Linked DNA regions of Rattus norvegicus: region 2 is linked to region 1. A link is a contact called in public HiChIP or PLAC-seq data. All regions are on one chromosome and are shown on one strand. The core of a region is the stretch at or near the end of the contact, and the rest is flanking DNA. Distances in the headings are between cores, read along the strand shown. Region 1 has its middle 300 kb from the start of Trnap-agg90. Region 2 has its middle 170 kb from the start of Spry2.

The links. HiChIP or PLAC-seq counts read pairs in DNA pulled down with a chosen protein or histone mark.
Region 2: an H3K27ac HiChIP or PLAC-seq map of oligodendrocytes shows a contact between it and region 1, with 11 times the contacts expected there. The contact joins two enhancer-like sites. A contact is called at or near these places in 1 of 12 Hi-C or Micro-C datasets (frontal cortex) and 1 of 1 datasets of contacts at active chromatin or transcription factors (oligodendrocytes).

The regions. Positions count from the first base shown.
Region 1 is chr15:88,790,579-88,795,931 of GRCr8, forward strand. No RefSeq gene overlaps it. Among named protein-coding and RNA genes, the nearest start is that of Trnap-agg90, 300 kb to the left of the region's middle. Within about 2 kb of position 2,678, at least 43 of the 93 cell types and tissues checked have an H3K27ac peak or open chromatin away from gene starts, as enhancers often do.
Region 2 is chr15:88,937,323-88,942,567 of GRCr8, forward strand. No RefSeq gene overlaps it. Among named protein-coding and RNA genes, the nearest start is that of Spry2, 170 kb to the right of the region's middle. Within about 2 kb of position 3,024, at least 83 of the 93 cell types and tissues checked have an H3K27ac peak or open chromatin away from gene starts, as enhancers often do.

The sequences.
Region 1 (5,353 bases), core at 1,428-3,927:
AGGGAAGGGGTGGGGGTAGAGAGAAGGGACAGGGAAGAGAGGAAGAGCAGGGAAGAGAAGAGAACCCACTACACTCTTTATATGTCTTGCCGTACTTTGCAATTATTTGAGGAATAATAGCTATAAGTAATACTACATTTAGAATTGCCTGTGGGTATAAACCACTTTGGGAAATTTAGTATTGTCTTTAACATTGAGCTGGAGGATGACTTTTATCCTAGAAACTCCTATTTGCTTGTGTAGAACTTAGAGATACCACCACAGAACCCCTGAGAAACACACATAAGAGCAGACCCCTGGCTTGGCGACTCATGCTATAATCCAGTGCTCAGAAGGTGGAGACAGGGAGACCAGGATTTCATGACCAGCTATGACTACAAAGCAAGTCTGAGACCAGTCTGTGGGACTAAGACCCTGTCCCAAACAAACACACATACTCTCTGTCTCTATCTCTCTCTCTTTCTCTGCCTCTGTCTCTCTCTGCCTTTTCTCTTTTTCATGAACAAATGCATACATGCATACACATACACACAACATAGCAAAAAAGCTATATTTTAGTATTTATAATAACTAGACTATTTGATGTGTATCAGTTTCAGAACTTCACAAAACTGTTTCAAAAATTTTATTTTTCTTGAACTAAGGTATTATTAGAGAACAGGATTTGGTTTGTGTTTTATGTTTTTGTTTTTGTTTTTGTTTTGGTGTGTGTGTGTGTGTGTGTGTGTGTGTGTGTGTGTGTGTGTGTGTGCGCGCGCTTAAGATAAGGTCTTACTACATAGCCCTGGCTAGCCTGAAATTTGCTATAGAGACCAGGCTAGCCCACACAGATCTGCCTCCTGAGTGTAGAACTAAGAAAAGGCACCACCACACCCAGATGAGAAAAGTTTTTATGGCACACATTTTCCAAGGAATTGGCATTTCTTTTATGTCTTTATACCCGTGCGATTTTCAGAAACAATCTATGTGTTCTATTTTTTTTTTTTAAGGTCCAGAGTTTTCTATAGATCTATCAGATCAATTTTACAAGTTAATCTACTTGGCTGTGAGCCAGTCTCTCGCCTCTCACTACAGCAAACAGTAACTGTGTTGACTTGTCTTTCTTTCACCCTGTTCCTTCTCTGAAAGGTAATTTAAATATCTAATGTCCTAAAAGCAGTGTCCCCCTTCTCTCAGAATGACTTGGATGGGCTTGTGTTTGTTACTGAGGAGGGATCCGATTCTTTTCAGGATCTATACCTGAGATGCACAGAGGCCTACGTGGAGAACACCTTCTTCCCCGACAGGCACTCTTAAATTTGGATCTTCATTTCTTCGTGTAGGGCTGCTCAGACCATGTAAAAGGCACTTGTATCTGAACCTTAGGCCTATTTGAAAGCTGACCTCGGTTGCAGATTCTGGCTGGCTTTTCTTCCCGCTCAGTGTTTTGCAGAAAACAACAACAGAAAAACAGGAACTGTAACTTTGTAGATGTTTTTGCCTTTCACTGGGTTTTTCTTTTTTACAGTTTTGTTGTTGGACCAACTCCCCGGATCTTGACTTTGTGTAAAGGAGTTCTTAATTCCAAACTCTATATTTTGTTTTCAAAGGGTCGTGTCACCAGGACTTCATTCTATCCTTAAAGCTAAACCTTCATGATTCAAAGCTTTTCTAAAACTACATATATCTATATATTATATCTCTGTATCTCTGTATTTCTGTATCTCTGGTTTTCTGTATCCATTTTTACCTATATCTATATCTATATCTATATCTATATCTATATCTATATCTATATCTATATCTATATCTATATCTATATCTTTATATCTTTATATTGTCCTATTGGTCTTAGGTTAGCTTCCCAGTTGCTCTCTGTTTGAATCCATGTGTATTTCATATATTATTCTGTCAAATAATGTATGCATGTCTCGGAGTCTGTGTTAACACTCTTGATTTAATATTGATGTGACATATTTCATTTATCTTCTTTACATTACTCGTTTATTTCGGGTAACATGTGTACACATGTGAAGGAAACAAAGAGACAGAGAAAAGGATACAGAGACGGCCGCTGATGCACTCCACAGCGCATGTGCTGGAGGTCAGAGGCCACGTGGGAATCGGTTCTGCCTACCGTGTGGGCTTTAGAGATTGAACTCGGATCTGCGGGCTTGATGGCAAGAGCCCTTACATACTGCACCGCGTTACCGGCCCCTCGATACAAAATTAAATTAGAGGATCCATGTATAGCACTTAGCTCATTGCCTGAAATATATGTAAATCTAGAAGACAGGGTTTTAAAAATACTGGACTGAAAGAAGCATTTGTCATGTTCTCTTAGCGACAAGGAGTTGTGTCTGTTTTTAAATTTTTTTTTTCTTCCTAGAACCGTCTTGCTCTATTTTACGAGCCGAGTGCACAGTCAACATTCAGTTTCGCTTGTGATTTTTCTCCTTGCACGAGCAAATGTAGCCGTGCGTAAGTAAGGAGGAACAACTGCTTAACAAATTTCATCTCCCGACGCCCAAGGACTAACGGAACCCGGAAAGGAAGAAGCTATTCGGAACAATACGAATATTTCTTGGCCCTGTCTCTCTTCAATCTAATTTTCTGTCCATTGAAAGCAGCTGTGCCTTTCTCACTCTGACAATTCTGAAATCAGGGTAACTGGTTCCTCATAAAGACTAGGATGCGCTGGCAGGAGCTGCCGCTGCCAGGAGCTGCTGAATGTTCAATGGTGCTTGATTATACAGGAGGTTAATGAGACCACTGTGATTATTTCCTTCTTGGTGAAACTGCCCCTTGTCTTATTACAAAACCGCTAATTATCCCTCAAACCAGAGATTCTTTAAATAAGCGCGAGAGGCAGCATTATGTAACCAGTGCAGGGCCTCTTTTTCTTTTGTAAGGTGGATGACTTAAAAAAAAAAAATGAAGACGTAATTCTCAAACTACATGATTATGCAGTTAAAATGCACAGCACACATTGGCTTCGACACCGTCCCTGTTGTGGGCGCCGCAGTGACCACGGTTGTTTTTGAAGTTTTGTTATCCTAAAAGGAAGTTCTGCCCTTTAGTGATCGCCCGGAGCTGAGTTTGGAGGCTCGGCCGTTCTGTGCAGTAACAGGATTGCGATACAGGCTGTGGTCCGTAGGAGGCGCCACGTGGACTTATCCCTGCGATTTGGCGTTCTTACAAAAAGCTTGACAACGCAGTTTCTCTTCCTTCCCTTCGTCTTCCGTCATGCGAGCCAGGCTGTAGAGTTTCTCTTATCCAGTCGCTCTGTAACCCAGGACAGCATCCTGGGAGCAGACCAGACCCTTGTAGATAATGAAGCTTCTGATGCCTCGATCTAGGTTTTACAAACCACGGAACTGTGATAGACATTTTGTTTTTCTGCAAGTGGTGGTGATTAAGCACAGCACAGATTAAGACAACTCCAATCGAAGCACTTTCTTATTTCTGGATTTATATTTGAATAGAGGTGCTCTTTAATTGCCTTTAAAAATGTGTGTGTGTGTGTGTGTGTGTGTGTGTGTGTGTGTGTGTGTGTGTGTGTGTCTATACACCACATGTGTGCAGTGCCCACAGAGACCAGAAGAGGGTACTGGAAGCTTTGGAACTGGAGTTACAGACTTTGGTGAATCAGCCCGTGTAAGTACAGGGAACCCAACTTGGATCCTCTGAAAGACTAACAAATGCTGTAGCCATGGAGGCATTGCTTCAGACTATAAAATTATCTTCTTTTATTCAGCATAATGTTTTCAAGATTTAATCAGACCACGTATTTCATGGCCAGATGCCATCCTATTGTGTGGTGATGCCACATTTAATCTATTTGTCAATTGACGGAAATTTGTTTCTGCATTCTGAATAGCATGATGTTGCAGTAATGATAATTCATGCAGCTTTTTGGGGGGGTATGAAGATGAATATTTCCATTTCCTGTGGGCAGAATTGTTAGATCTTACAGTAACTCTGTGTTTAATGATTTGAGGAACTTTGCAGCATTTAGTTAAAATAATAAGAATATTCACAAGCTATACCTATTTTTAATTTTAAAAAGGGTTGTTTTCCTAACTTATGAATGTTTATAAAACCTAGCTGATAAGCATATATTTAATAACATTCCTAAGAACGCTCTCTCTCTCATATATATATATATATATATATATATATATATATATATATATATATGTTTACACACACATCTAGCAGGGGATTTATTTGCTGGTCTTCTGGAATAGATATTCAAGACTAGCTGGAATATTTATTTTAATGTCAAAGAATTTAACCTTTGGAAGACTACACACACACACACACACACACACACACACACACACACACACACAAACGCAAAATTCTTTTACAAAATTGGCTGGCCACGGCAGGAGCTCTGCTGTCTCAGTTCCTGTGCAGACATTGTTCTTACCCAACACACCAATCATAAGCAAGTGATATAAACCTTGGTGTCTTAGTCAGGGTTTCTATTCCTGCACAAAACATCATGACCAAGAAGCAAGTCAGAGAGGAAAGGATTTATTCAGCTTATACTTCCACACTGCTGTTCATCACCAAAGGAATTCATGACAGGAACTCACACACGGCAGGAACCTGGAGGCAGGAGCTGATGCAGAGGCCATGGAGGGTGCTACTTACTGACTTGCTTTCCCTGGCTTGCTTTCACCTGGGCCCTCCCAACTTGATCACTAATTGAGAAAATACCCTACAGCTGGATCTCATGGAGGCATTTCCTCAAGGGAGGCTCCTTTCTCTGTGATGACTCTAGCTTGTGTCATACTTGGAATTTCTGATCAATTCTACTTCGAGTAGCTATTTCTTTCTTTGTTTTCCTAAGATGACATCTCCTGTGTCTCAGGCTGTCATTGAACTCTGCTGTGTAACTGAGACTGATCTAAACGTCCCTTTCCTTCTGCCTCCACCCCCTGAGCCCTGGGATTACAGCTTTGTAGTACCACAGCCCATTCATGTGAGCTGTGCATGAAACCCCTCATCCCATGCATGCTAGTCAAGTACTTAACCAGCAGGCTTACAGTTCCAACCCCGGATCACTGCACAGTGTATAAGTATATGAGTTTGCATTCTACATTATTCTAGAACTTTTGTGCAAATGAAGCTGTAAGTCCATTTTAATGATTTTTTTCTGATTTCATATTTTATCTGTGCTTCAGAAAATGGGGTTCTCTTAGCAAGAACACTAAACCCCCAAGGCAGGACTGGGTACACATAGACCCTCTCAGTCTCTCAGCTCCTCCTTTCAAACTAATACAGTTTTCATTAAATGAAGATTATACATAGAAGGGGATTTATTTGCTGGTCTTCTGGAATATATATTCAAGACTAGTTGGAA
Region 2 (5,245 bases), core at 1,774-4,273, 150 kb after region 1:
TGTTGCTGGCATGAGTGTCAACTTTTGACCTTACAAAAGTTCATGCCTAAGGCCCATACAATCCAGTAGTATTTTTTCTTTTTTTAAAAAAAAAAAAAGCAAAAAGCAAACAAAAATATTGGGGCAATTGGGAAAATAGCTCATTGGATAAAGTACCTGTTACACAATGTGAGTAGCAGAATTTAGGTCCTCAGTACCAATGTAAACACGAGGCGGGCACTGTGGCCCACCTACAATCCTAGTATATAGGAGGCAAAGACAAGAGATCCCTAGAGCAACTGGCTAACCCATGTGTTCTAGGGAGAGACCCTGCCTCAGAGTATAAGATGCAGATTGATTGGGGAAGACACCCAAGGACAATCTTTGGTCTCTGCACAGATGTGCAAACACATGTAGGAAGAGTATCCGCAGATGTACATGCATGTCCATATACAAGAACACGCACAGAGACTTGTAAAAAAAATCATACACATAAACAACCACCATGTTTTAAGTCAGTTTGCAATTTTGTTTTGGACTGCATTCATAGCCTATCCTGGGCCACGTGTATCCCTGAGCTACAGGTGAGACACTTCAAATATCCATGAGGGCCAGTGTGCTTGGGATACTCTGCAAGTGTTTAGTACTTACATCGTCACCCAATACCTACTCAGGGTAAGTCTGTGTTGCTGCACATCTGAAAATGCTTTGAAGGTAACAAGTAAGACAAGATCAATTGAATGCTAATATTTTCTCATGTCTATAGTTGAAATAGTGGTTTTTCTCTCAGACTTGTTAAAGAGTTTTCATTCACCTGAAGAAAACCTCTAAGACATCAAAGCTAAAATGCGTTAATTTGTAATAAATATCCACCCTCTCCATGGTTGAGATCTACCTTTTCAAAAAGATCCCAGTGATGTTTGGAAGCCCAGTAATATGCAGTTTAGATCCCACACAAGAGTCCCAGCTTTTGAACACCCAAAGCATTCTAAATTATATCTCCATAGAGACAAGAAAATAATTTAGGTCTATCTGGATGTGACTCTTAAAAAGGAACTCATTTCTTCCCTTTAACACAAGTCTTTTAATGATCAAAATAAAAGGAAGCTCTTTTAATTTTGATTTTGCTCTTCATTGAGAAGTAATTGCATATACATATAGGACATAGGGTGACATTTTGTGTATACATTTTGGGCTAATTTGAATATCCATCCACCTCACAAGCTTATCATTCCTTTGTGGCAAGAACATTTAAAATTCTCTCTTTGGGCTCTTTTTGTAATACGCAGGTTATTGTTAAGTACAGTTAACATGTTGGGCAACCAGAATGGGGAAGACCTAAGAGAAAGGGGAGAAGTTTAGCCCACAGGTACACAGCCAGACAGGGGAAGTCAGTGCTGAAGGAACTCATGCTGAAAACAGGCTGCACCTCAGGCTCCAGCCACAGGGCAGCTTAGCTCCGCCCCCACACACCAGCTACAGCAATGCTTTAACCCTTAGTTATCGCGCAGGACCCCAAAGGTATGAAAGACTTACGTTTCTTGTACATTCCCAACATAACTTTTGTCTGGGTTAGGTAAGAGAACAGCAGAGACATCGTTGGTATGGTACAGAGAATCACTGTGTATAATGAATACAGACTCTGGAGCGCAATGATTGAAAGTAGATCCAGGCCAGGGCTCAGAAAAGATGATGGTTATGAAAAGTTGGTCCAGATGCCCAATATAAACAAAGTGCATCTAAATGCTGGTATCGCAGGTAGCAGGCAGGGGAACGGGCGAATGCAAGGGTCATTCCTGCATGCTTAAAGGAATGTGACTGTGTCGGGCAGGGCTTGTGCATTTGGGAAGAGCATTACCAGAGTTAAGTACATCCTAAAGCCAAGAGAAGGCTCTGAATCTCACCCAGCTCCATGGAAAATGCAATCAGCAGAGCGTTTGTTTAAAATATAAAAACTAATGAGATAGCTATGAGGGTTATAGCGCTGCCCTTTTCGCTCCAAGTTTTATTAAAACGCATCACATAGACTTGGGGTAAATGAACACACCTGAAAAGTAAAGCCAGCCAGCGCTGCTGTATAGCAGAAAGAAACAGGGGTTCTAAAGCTTCCCGAGGGAGATTTAAGTTGCAAAAATTAGTATTTTTCAACTCTAAAACTATATATGCAAAAAAAGTTGGCTAACACCGTGGGGCCATGACTATGCTAGAATCTGACCGAAAATATACAAAATTCTCCATATGGTGAAGGTCTCAACATTCTATTTTTAACAGATTTTGGAAAAGATGGGTAGAAAACATGCTAAATGCCTGCTCTGAATGGTGGTGCTGTGGCTGAATGTTTCTATTTTCATACTCCTATTCCTATGTGTCATCTAATTCACATTTTTTTATTATCCTTTATGGGGAATGAAACAAGTTTTCTACAAATTAAAATTCAGAAATGGACACATTTCTATTTCACCAGAAATGAACATCCACAACCCAAAACTCTAGCGGTTTCCCAGGCTTTTTTTTTACTTGTTGAATTGCTGTAATTATGCCAGAATATTTTTATTTCTTCTTAATCTCAATGAGAACTTCCCTTTGAAACAAGAGGCTCCCCGCGCCCCCCTTACCCTCCAACAGTGCCCCTGTTTTTTCCGAAATCCAAATTAGATGCTTTCACCGTGCTGATTTCTAAAGTTCCAGAAAAACAGCCTCCGTCCAGCCCTTAGCCAACAGTCTCTGTGGCTTTAAGAGTAGCTTCCCTCCACCCCCCTGCGCCCACATACTTGTCCTCTTTGCACAGAAAGTGCCAAGCAGTGACATCTACTATAGTTTCTAGGACACGATGCTCTCTGAGATACAGGGAGAAAAAAGAGGAAGAGAGAGAGAGAGAGAGAGAGAGAGAGAGAGAGAGCTGTGAGAGAGAAGGAAGGCGGGCGGGCGGCAGGGGAAGTGAGCACAAACCCAGCTATGTTCCCAGGGGACAGGCATTCCCGTGCAGTAATCCTGACCTGCTGTTTATGGCTGTTTGGCTGATAGGAAGCCCAGCTCCAGCGAGCTACAGGGCCCAGCCTCCCCGCCTTGCTGTCCATTAATCATGAGAGGCTGTTACGAAGTGTACACAGAGTAGGAGTTCTGCCTAGAGTGGCCTCTAGCTGTCTCCAGCTCAATGAAATGACCCTGTGTGAAAACTTGTTTTATGAGAGATTGGTTTATTTGTAACTAAACTACTTCCTCCGTTATTTGATAAGCTCAAATATTTGCTAGTGATAGTCTGAGAGTGTCACATTTATTATCCTGTTTCTGTGGTTGCCTCACTCCCTTGGAACCAGCTCTGTTAACCCTTGGAAGGGCAGCCGTGGCCCATGCTGTCTTTCAGTCGGTCAGTATTATGTCAGACCAGTTAGGATTTGTAACTCTAAGTCGGAGACTGTGTAGTTCCGGAACCACACAGACAACTCCAGAGGCAGAAGACTTTGATTAAAGTCCCCTAGGATTCTGGAGCCCTAAAAAGGAAGGAAAGGTCTTCTGACTTCCTAACATAAATCCAAGGCACTTCTAGGCACATTTGTGTTTCTGAAATGGCAAACCTTAAATAGGTCGGCGTGACTTCCTGTAGTTTTTCAGACCCCCACACGTCAGTTGTGTAAGGCAGCATGCGTTCTGGAAATGCTGTAGCGCTCTCTGCTTTGACACTTTGCCTGTCAGAGTCTGAGTTCATTTGCATTTGGCAGAGTTTACTTCCTGCCTCCAGAGAAGGGGGGCGAGGTAGGGGGTGAAAGCCTTTGCAATACTCTCTCAAAGGCTCAAAGGGCTCTCTGGACATATAAAACTATGTTTCCAAGAATTAAATGAACCAGAATGAGGCAGATCTCTTTTGAAACAAAAAAAAGAAAAGAAAAAGAAAGAAAGAAATACAGGCTTTTGTTACATGCAACACATTTGGAAAACCTAAATTGAATATCTCTCTTGACAAACCCACACTGGGACTGTTTTCGCAGCTCTTTCAGTCTCTGGTCAGCTACATGGAGCTCTCAGTGAATGCAGAAGAGGCTAAGGAAATAGCCACTTACGTGTGGCGAAATGTTCCAGCCTTGCAGAGAATTTTTTCCCAAAATCATTAGACCCACCAAAATGCTTTCTTTTTGCCAGGCCCTCACCTTCCCCATCAGACTTTCCACACTCCTCGGTCCTCGCAGTCCAGCCGTCTGCACTTCCCAAAACAGCCAGCCATTTGTAGCTGAAAATGTAACCAACTTTATACGCTTCTAAACCAAAGAGCTCCTTGACTTTCAAGCAGGAAGAAAGCAAAGGGAAGCAAAGAGGTTTTTCTCCCAACTTGTTTCAAGGTCAGAACCAGACACCCATCCAGGCTCCTTTCCTGCTGTCAAGGAGGTGAATCTAGGCCGCCTAAAGCCTGCGGTGGTTGGGGGAGGGGGGCAGTACTGGGAACACAAACCTGGAGAACCCTTTCCCATTATCTGAAGGGGAGTGGTTCAGGGTTCTACCTCTGGTGTCCTTTACACCTCAGCGGGCCGCAGCCTTTCCCCAAGATGCTACCAGTAATAAAACTTGGCCAAGTGATGACTAGAATTGTAATTATCTGATTGATAGATAGATAGATAGATAGATAGATAGATAGATAGATGATAGATAGATAGATGATAGACAGATTTGATGTTGAATAGATTTTATTTTTAGTTCTCCCGTTCTTTGTGTGTTTAAGATTTTAAAATTGAGTTTTAAAAGGCATATCTTCTTTGATTTCTTTCCTTTCTTTCTTCTTTTGGAGTTAGGGATTGAGCCCAGATACTGCATGTTAGACAAGCACTGAGCCTCTGAGCCACCTCTCCCCTCTTCCTCCCAAATGTTTTCAGTGTAAAATGCAGTTTTGATTATAATAATGATATACTAAATCTCTAGATTATTTTTTGTCACACTCTACAGTGGATCTTTTAAAGCACTATATGGCAATATTATATATATATATATATATATATATATATATATATATATATATATATCCCATGCCTTGGTGACCCCTACTTCTCTTCCTCATCTTTTTTGTCCTCCCCATTTAAAAATATTCATATTATGTGCATGTGTGTTTTATATGCGTGCATGTCTGTGTGCACTTGCGTACCTGGTCCCTGCAGAGGACACAGAAGGGCATCAGATCCCTTGGAACTGAAGTCACAGAGGGTTGTGACCCAGTATGTGGGTGGTGGTAGTCAGATTCAAGCTTCTCTGGAGGAGTCGCCTTCCCTCTTAACCTTTGAGC